Regions from separate parts of the Mus musculus genome. Here all the other regions are linked to region 1. The links are chromatin contacts, called in public Hi-C and promoter capture Hi-C maps. All regions are on one chromosome and are shown on one strand. Each heading gives the region's core, a stretch centred on a gene start, on an enhancer-like site or on the middle of the called end of the contact. The rest is flanking DNA. Distances are from core to core; before and after follow the strand shown. Region 1 holds the start of Tlr7 (toll-like receptor 7). Region 2 holds the start of Frmpd4 (FERM and PDZ domain containing 4). Region 3 holds the start of Trappc2 (trafficking protein particle complex 2).

Region 1 (2,718 bases), core at 208-2,707:
GCTCAAGCAGTGATCTTGCTAAGTCCTTTTATCAAAAACCCTTCCTTGGCTTATGACCACACCCCACCCCTAACCTCCCTACATCTTCCATGCCCCAGCCCTTCACTGGATCTGAGCATTCTGACTCTCCTCTTCCTCCAGGAAATGCTGCGGCATCCTGGCCAGCCTCCAACAAGAATTCTGTCAGACTAAATTAGCTAGAACCCCATCCCCCCACCACACACACCATATGCCTGAAATTTCCTCTTAGTACTTTTCCATCTACTGACTGCTGCCCACCCTTTGCTTTAAATCCCATGTGTTCTGATTGTGTTAGGAATTGAGTCTAAGTGCATCCTGAGGCCTCTACCCTGGACATGCTCATCCCTGAAACCCCATTTCATCTAATTGCAAACTCTGAGCATCTTTGACAGCAGTAGAGCAGGGGGCGTCCCCCAAATCCCTGTTCTTCATGTCTCCTGAATCCATTCTTTCTGTACAGTCATTCAGATAGCAACATATGGTAGGAAACACATTAAGTCACTTTAGGGGCCTGCATGACTTTAAAGATCAAACTGGAGAATTTTTTTTTAAAAAATTAAAATTCTCAATTCAAACATCTACTCTTGCTCACTACAGTATGTACTGAGCATGTAAGAAGTTGGACAGAGCAAACAATGACTAATCCCAAATTATGAAATACTACATTGATTCATTTTGATTATGAAACATCACAAAGCAGTTTCTCCTAGGAAACAACACTCTGGGCATGGAACCCAGGGACTACGGGCAAGTGTTGTACTGCTGAGCTACATCTTCATCCCTGAACAATTCCTAAATACTTTTCTTGCCAGTTCTTAGCACAAAGATGAGCAATGACAAAATCAGGCTCCATAAACTGTTCTTACCATTTTCAGTTTTCTTTCAAAATGGAATCAAGAGGTCTGGTGGAGGAGAAGAGAGTCAGAGATAGGCCAGGATCATCCTGAGAAGGGAGCCAAGGACATCTGCAGTGAGAAACAGAGACATCCAATGTGACACTTGAAAGGCAGCAAAGACACACTGGCAACACTGTTTTATAAATGTGCTGTTGAGAATACATATAGTATTCATTTCATTAAAGTTAGATACAAGAAAGTCAGACTCCAGGAAACTGTTTCCAATCTGACTGAAAATCTGTCTTGGACGAATTGACATTTTAGACTACAACATTATTTTCATTACATTCTAAAACATTTTTTGGCTTACGGTTTGGATTCCTTCTCTTCTCACCCCCATTCCCTTGTAACAGCACGTACATCTACTTACTGAAATTATCGAAATGTGTCCCAGTGTTTAAAATACCTTTCTTGAAGGCATAGAGTGGTTCTATAGATGGAGTCCTCTGAGACAGAGAGAAGGCAACAGAAAACCGAGACTCGCAGAGCCTTTGAGCTGCGTGCTTTGGGCTTTCCAAATACAAAATTGAGGCTGGGTAGTGGGAGGAGGGCAGGAAGGAGCATGACTACTTAACTTACACCACACGGGGGTTGCAGAAACACCCGGCTCCTCTTTTTTTTTTTTTTTTTTTTTTAATCACTAGAGTTGAGGCAACATTTCTAAATCCAAACAACCTGATAAAGCAACCTGTCCTTTTGTTTAAAAGCAGGGATTTATAACTTTGCCACTAGTGTGTGTGTGTGTGTGTGTGTGTGTGTGTGTGTGTGTGTGTGTGTGTGTGCGTGTTATCTGTGAAGGTACATGTGTGTGAAGAGTGTAGAGGAGGATTTCAAGTACACACCCTGTCACTCTCTACTGTACCCTTTTTAGACAGAGTCTCTTACGGAATCTGAAGCTAGACTGGGGTCAACTAAACCTAGAAATCCTTCTATCTCTACCCTGCATAGTACTGAGGTTAGAGACATTCTGCCATCATCATCACATTACTAGGGTCCTGGGGATTCAAACTTTAGACTTGTGCTGCAAGTGCTCTTCTCCACTGAGCCTCTCGCCAGCTCACTATTGACAATCTTGACATTTTGACATTTTGTTATATTGTAGGATGTTTGGCAGCATTCGTGCCCTATCTCTCTAGAAATCAACAGCACTGCCTTCTTCTACTTCTGATAACTACAGACTCGAGAGTATGCCAGGAGGGGGCTGTGTGGTTTAGGTTGAGAGACACTGCTTTATAAATATCTTCGAAATGAGTCAAGATTTATCTTGCATTGTTTTTGGTCCAGTTTGAAGGGACACTGATTTTTGAGTGGTATTAAAGCTACCAGTTGGGTCCCTCACTTTAGTTTCCAAAAATCAGCAATACTTCCATTCTGGAGAATATAAAGAATTATTTGCTTCTCAGAGTGTCCCTAAGAGAAGTATTCCCTCCTGTACTGATAATAGAAGCCTTTTGTGGACAAGCTTAAATTATTGTAGCTTTGTTTAAAGTTATTAATATACCTATAATTTAACCAAGAAAGAAGATGCAGATATTAGCATCCAGAGAACACTTAATAATAACCAGAGTTAACATGCTGGCCTGCATTAGTATCCCTAGTTAGCTGAGAAAATAGCAACTACAGGTAGACCACATTTGCCAAGGGCTTGTTATGTTAAAACACGCATCTGTATTTATGTTATTAAATACTGAAAATCAAACATTTTTAGATGTATTTATTTTCCTTTATGTGTATTATTGTTTCGCATAAAGGCATGATGTTTGTATATGCTGTGTGTGTCTGGTGCCTGAGGAGGTCAGAA
Region 2 (2,729 bases), core at 212-2,711, 790 kb after region 1:
GGAACCTTCGTGGGTGGCTCTACGACACATTTATCTACCACCCTAGTATCTCCAATCTTCCCAGAGTAAGTTACATAGGGATCCTTTCCCTAAGGTAATCTATGCCTGATGTGAAGATTAACCTATATGATTGAGAGCATACAGGGATGGGCAGGGAAAACAAAGAGCTGCAGTTGTTGGCACTATCCAAACCTGAGGGCTGTGAGTGCCTCTGATAGGACTGGGCAAACCAAGTCAACATATTTTTCTGCCTCGGGTTTTTGAGATTGTTCATCTTTTTTATGCAATCAACACATTTTACTCTTATCCCATAGAATAAAGGAAAGTATAGCATGATACTTGATCTTAAAAAGTGCTTATCTGATAGGGGTTATTGCCCTAGACCTCCAAGACACAGGGTCTGCCAGAGTCTTGCAAAGAAGTAGGAAGACATAGTTTCCCAACACCTCTCCTGCCCACCTCTCTCAGTTATTGCCCCAAGCACAAGACCTGACTTGTTGTGTACAGTGAAGATTTTGGAAGCACAGCAGGGCAGGGAATAAATGAGTACTCTGACCAGATACTACTTAGGTAGCCACAAAGTGGCAGGCAATGTTACTATTCTCTTATCGACACTGCTGGGGAAAGGAATCTTCCTGATTTGATGATTCCGCTTTAGTTTCAATCATAACACAGCTACTTAGAAGCAAATTTCTAAATCTCCAAGGCTTTAGATTTATTTCCACAGTTACCCAAAGAATGGCTGAAAGCCTTTTTCTTCTACCTCCATGACTTTGCCATCTGGGTCCCTGCTGGAAACATCCGGGTCAACCTTCAAACTGACTTTTCCAGGGCATAGAGGACTAATTTAGGGGTAGGGAAAGGGGGTTTTTGGGTCCTTGCTGTTTGGAAATCAAGTACCTAAGCTCGAAATACTTCTGGTTTTCCCTAGTAAAATCGATTTCAACCATCATCTCTTGACCCTTAACATAGAGTGTGACCCCTAATCCCCACTGTGGCTTTTTCTGAGGGAAAACAAGCTGTGCTGAATATCTGGTGGGGGTGGTGGTGTCTGTGTGTCTGTGTCAGTGTGTGTGTGTGTGTGTGTGTGTGTGTGTGTGTGTGTGTGTGCTCTATTTTGGGGGCTATAAAACCCCATCAGAAAGGGAGAAATAAGTTGAAGGCAGCAGCCTCGGGTCCTTTTCTTTTGGTCCTACCTTAAGCCTGGCTGCTCTTTTAAGCTTTTGCTCTTTCCAGCCCCCAGAAAAATAAAGCACCAAGTTTCTGCGGAAGCCCTAGGTGCAAAGAAAACCCGCGCGGTCCCTACCTGGAAAGCTTTGGAATCTTCACAAAGCTGAAGACATCCATGTAGGCAGCTTGGGGACCCCAGAGCCTGGAGGCTCCGTTGCCCCTTCTCACACCAGCAAAGGCAGCCTCAGCAGCCCCATGGCCAGGACCTCAGTGCGCCTGGGGTTTGAGTGGCAGCAGCGGGTGGTGGCGGAGACCCAGGAGGGCCAGTACCTGGAGGCGGCGGCTGCTACCCCCCTCCGGCCGTGAGCTGCGTGTGCATCCCCAAGCAGGACCATTGATGGGCGCCCGCTTCGGGAAAACTCAATGGAGAAGGAGCCAGGCTGGGCACAAGGAGCGGGGGCGGGGAGCACGGCCCGGGTCCTGCGCCCCGCCCTGAGAGCTTTGGCTCTAAGGACCGCCAGGCGCCCTGAGGACCAGAGGCTAGGGTGAGGGGTGCTGCTCCTGCTTCCCAGCCTTTGGGGCCCAGGGTCCCACGCACCGAAGATCGCAGACTGAACCAGGAGGCGGCGGGCAAGCTTGGCACACGCGCACGCACCCCTCACAGCACTGCAGCTGCCTCCCTGCCTCCTTCCCCGAGTCCCTTTCTCGCCTCCCTACCCCCACCCGCCCAGGGGGAGGGGGCACTCTCCTGTCACCCGCTCCGGGAGCCTCCAGATCCTTTAGATCTGCTCCAACAGTCCTTAGCGTGCTGCAGGACCGCGACACACTACCTCCAGCCTCCAAAAACCATAGGGAGAGCAATGCAACCGCAGGCGGCCCTAGGCTTCCGTAAACAGAACTAGGGATGGGAAGAAGCGACGGGATCGTTTGTCAGGGGAAGGGAAGGGAGATACCCAGCGGAGTGGGCTCAGTTTTGAGAGCTCAAGAGTTCCCTCTGCTTTCCCTGAACCACTGGAGCGAGACGTGGCTGTTGGGATAACTGGAAAGGTGTGTTCTTTGGACAGCAGCACCACAGCAGCGTTGGTGAAATAAGCACAGGATGAATTTGCGGGGTGCAGGGATAAACACAGCTGCTCCTTACTAGAGGAAAAGAGAACTCGGGGTCCCAGGAGCTGGGGTGGGGGCGGGGTGCAGCGCTAATTAGGAGGGGCTGAGGATGACAGGGAAGAGAAGGGTTGCTAGCTAGGTCTGGCGGGCGGAGCAAGCTGCCTTTTCAAATTGAGGGTGGGCAAAACCGTAAAGGGGAGGGGGAGAGAAACCTTGCGAGAAGCACAAACCAAACACTGAACACTCACCTTAGACAGAGTAAACTCCAAGTTGCAGCCATTTAGAACTCCTAGGCTTTCTTCTTTTTTTTTTACATAATTACCTTGGAGAATCACGCCTGTTCCTTAACTCACTGCTAGCTTTCCTTGAGGCTTGGGCTTCTCTCGGGGCTTCACCTTTTTTCTTCTTTCTCTCAGAGTCTTAAGGAGTCTTCTCTCAGACTCTTCAGGATC
Region 3 (2,700 bases), core at 91-2,590, 890 kb before region 1:
TATGTAAAATATAGTCTAAAAGGTATATTGTAAGGAAACACATTGAACTAACTCCATCCCTTGCTGCTACCCAAACTTAAGATGTTCTAATAAACAGTTGCTATTCATTTAAAATATCCACACTCTAAAATATCTTATGTGTACTTACTATTACTGACACAGGGTATCACTATGAAGTCTTGGCTGACCTGGAACTGGCTATTTGGCCCAGCTACCCTCACAAGAGATGTGCCTTCCTCTGCTTCCGAAGAACTGGGATAAAGGCGTGTGACAAGACACCTGGTACCATTCCACTATAGATTTTTTTCTAGGGAGTATCATGAAACAGACTGGGCTTCATTTTGTTGTTCTCAGACATGTAGACCACAGTACTCTGCTCACATTACCCTCTGCAGTCCGTTCCTCGCAAGTCCCCCTCCTGCTCACTACATAGACGTAGCATGATCAAAGCGAGACTGGGAACAAGATTTGTAACAGCAGCTTAGTTTTATGGCAATGTGTTCATTATACAGGTTATGTGCTACCTTAATGAATGAATTTAAATGTGGAGCCACCTGCGGTTAAAGGTTACACTTGTGGAAGTATAACGACACGATTGTGCCTAAATCTGATACCTGAAGTGTGTCCAGTACACCCCGATCCTTAAACGTCTGGTATAGCTTTTTGCGCAGTTCATCTTGACTCAACACATCAGACTTGTGGGGCATGTTGGACTGAAAAGAGAAAATGATGGGTTACCTAGTGTCAACGTGGACCTGAATTTCAGAAATCAGTGACCTCACCGGAAGCCCTAAGATGCTTAACGGACATCAAAACAAAGAGATGTCCAATCGGAAAAACCCTGGAAAGTGGCAGGTGGAACTACCTGAGCCATCCTCATCTGCTTTCCTCCCGAGCTCGCCCCTCCACGGTCGGACTCCTCGGCCCGGGCCGGGGCGCAGGAGGAGAGGGAGCCCTTGACCTCGGAATCCAGCTTGTCTCTGGGGACCTAGGGGAGCAAGAGAGCTAAACATTCAGCCCCTAACTCGTCAAGCAGCCGCGCTTCCTCCCACGGTATGGGAAGGGTGGGCGGGTCCGCGAGCCAGGAGGGACTCTGGACGGAATAAAGACGGAAACGACAAGCGAGGGCCCCGAAGCGGCCGCTCAGTCGGCAGTTTTCCCTGCTCCGTAGCTCATCCCTACACTGCCCGCCGCCCGCCGCCTGCTCCGCCCGCTCCGGCCGCTCGGCCCGCTCGGCCGGCTCAGCCTAACCGCCCAGGCTTTGGCCCTCCGTGACGCCTGCGCGCTCTTAGGCGAGCAGTCCCGGCCACGTCTCGCGAGAGCATAGCCTCAGATCTCGCGAGAGTGATTTTGGGACTCCCAGGCTGAGGCTCCCGAGCGCAGATTAAAGAGGCGGCCGGTTCTCATCTCGGCTCCTCCCTACAGGTGAGCTCTGGAGGGAAGCAGGCGGCGGGCGTTCCGGGTCCGCGGGGGCATCCAGGCCTCCCGTGATGCGAACAGTGGTCTTCTACCTCTACCCAGCCCTGACTCGGGACAGCACGCCCAGCCCCCCGGCGCCGAGTAATCCCCGTTCTCCTAGTTGGTATAGCCTCCGTGTCCCCTTGGAGGGGACCTCCGCGCACTGGGACGGAGGCTTGGCGTTCTCCAGGTCGCTAACGCAGTGCATCTTCATTGCAATGCCATTGCCCTTTGCAGCCGGTTTACTGTAGAAAGCGGTCTCGGGCATCGTAGGTTGACCGCATCCTTGGTCAGTTTCCATTAAATGCCAGTGGTACCCTACCTCGCCCTCCAGACTTTGACAGATGCTCTCAAAGAGGGCAAAAGCGCATCTCCTTGAGAAGCACGGAGCTTCATTTTATAGAAAAGCCCCACTAGTTTTGCTGATCTGTGGGGCAAGTTGAATTTACAGCTGTCAGGAGCAAGTTTCTGAAAGGTTCCTCCATAGAGAGATTTGCTATAAATATGGACGGCTTTGAACTGGGGTGCATGCGTTTTATCTTGTGTTTGCCTGTTAACTAAAATGTTTAACTTGTAAGGATTTCTAAATTCATCCTGCTCTTGCACTAGTAGTCTTCCACCATTGCACCATATGAATTTTTAGCTTCCTGGTAACTTCAGATGTCAGCCCTGGGCTTGGCCTTTACAGCAGTTTAGAATAAGCCTGTCAAGTCTAGAGTTAAAAAAAAATACTTGATCTTGTGTATGTACTGCACTCCCTCAAACCCATACCAGACATGAATAATTGATCATAGCCATTCGACCACACTGTTTCTCAGCACCAACTCCTGACAGCCATACCAGACATGAATAATTAATTGATCACAGCCTTTCACTGCTGACCACACAGTTTCTCAGCACCAGCTCCTGGCAGCCATACCAGCAAAGCAGATTTTGCTCATAAGGAACCACGAGCTATCCCTAGTCAAATCCCTTTCCTACTAGACATTATATTTCAAGAATATACTAAACACCCACCACAGAACACTTCATCCTCACTTAGCTTAAAACACCCTCGACTGGCTCCTTCAGTTGCTCTTATTTTGTTTTGTTTTCAGACCATTCATTGTCTAAGTCCCCACCCACCCCCCTGCTCCCAACATATTGTTTAAAGGTATCCATCATTTGAAATTATGATTTCCAGAACTAAGTATTTTCACAGGAGATGTAATGAGGATGACAGCAGCACTTTCCACACCTTGT

Evidence for each region. Promoter capture Hi-C pulls out the DNA fragments that hold promoters and counts their contacts. Hi-C and Micro-C count contacts between places; a contact is called where the count stands out from the background.
Region 2: a contact with region 1 is called in a promoter capture Hi-C map of hippocampal neurons, with 6 times the contacts expected there. The contact joins the promoter of Frmpd4 here to the promoter of Tlr7 in region 1.
Region 3: a Hi-C map of B cells shows a contact between it and region 1, with 8 read pairs. The contact joins the promoter of Trappc2 here to the promoter of Tlr7 in region 1. A contact is called at or near these places in 1 of 39 promoter capture datasets (the HPC-7 cell line), 1 of 484 Hi-C or Micro-C datasets (B cells), 1 of 115 datasets of contacts at active chromatin or transcription factors (the NIH/3T3 cell line) and 2 of 9 other capture datasets (adipose tissue and liver).

The regions. Positions count from the first base shown.
Region 1 is chrX:167,329,114-167,331,831 of GRCm38.p6, forward strand. Tlr7 (toll-like receptor 7) reads right to left here and starts at 1,458. Exons shown (of 3, transcript NM_133211.4): 1 at 1,324-1,458; 2 at 888-986. The coding sequence starts at 890.
Region 2 is chrX:168,121,480-168,124,208 of GRCm38.p6, forward strand. It overlaps Frmpd4 (FERM and PDZ domain containing 4), which reads right to left and starts at 1,462. Exons shown (of 17, transcript NM_001368936.1): 1 at 1,307-1,462. The coding sequence starts at 1,347.
Region 3 is chrX:166,439,415-166,442,114 of GRCm38.p6, forward strand. It overlaps Trappc2 (trafficking protein particle complex 2), which reads left to right and starts at 1,341. Exons shown (of 5, transcript NM_025432.4): 1 at 1,341-1,425. It overlaps Ofd1 (OFD1, centriole and centriolar satellite protein), which reads right to left and starts at 1,290. Exons shown (of 23, transcript NM_177429.3): 1 at 866-1,290; 2 at 615-713. The coding sequence starts at 880.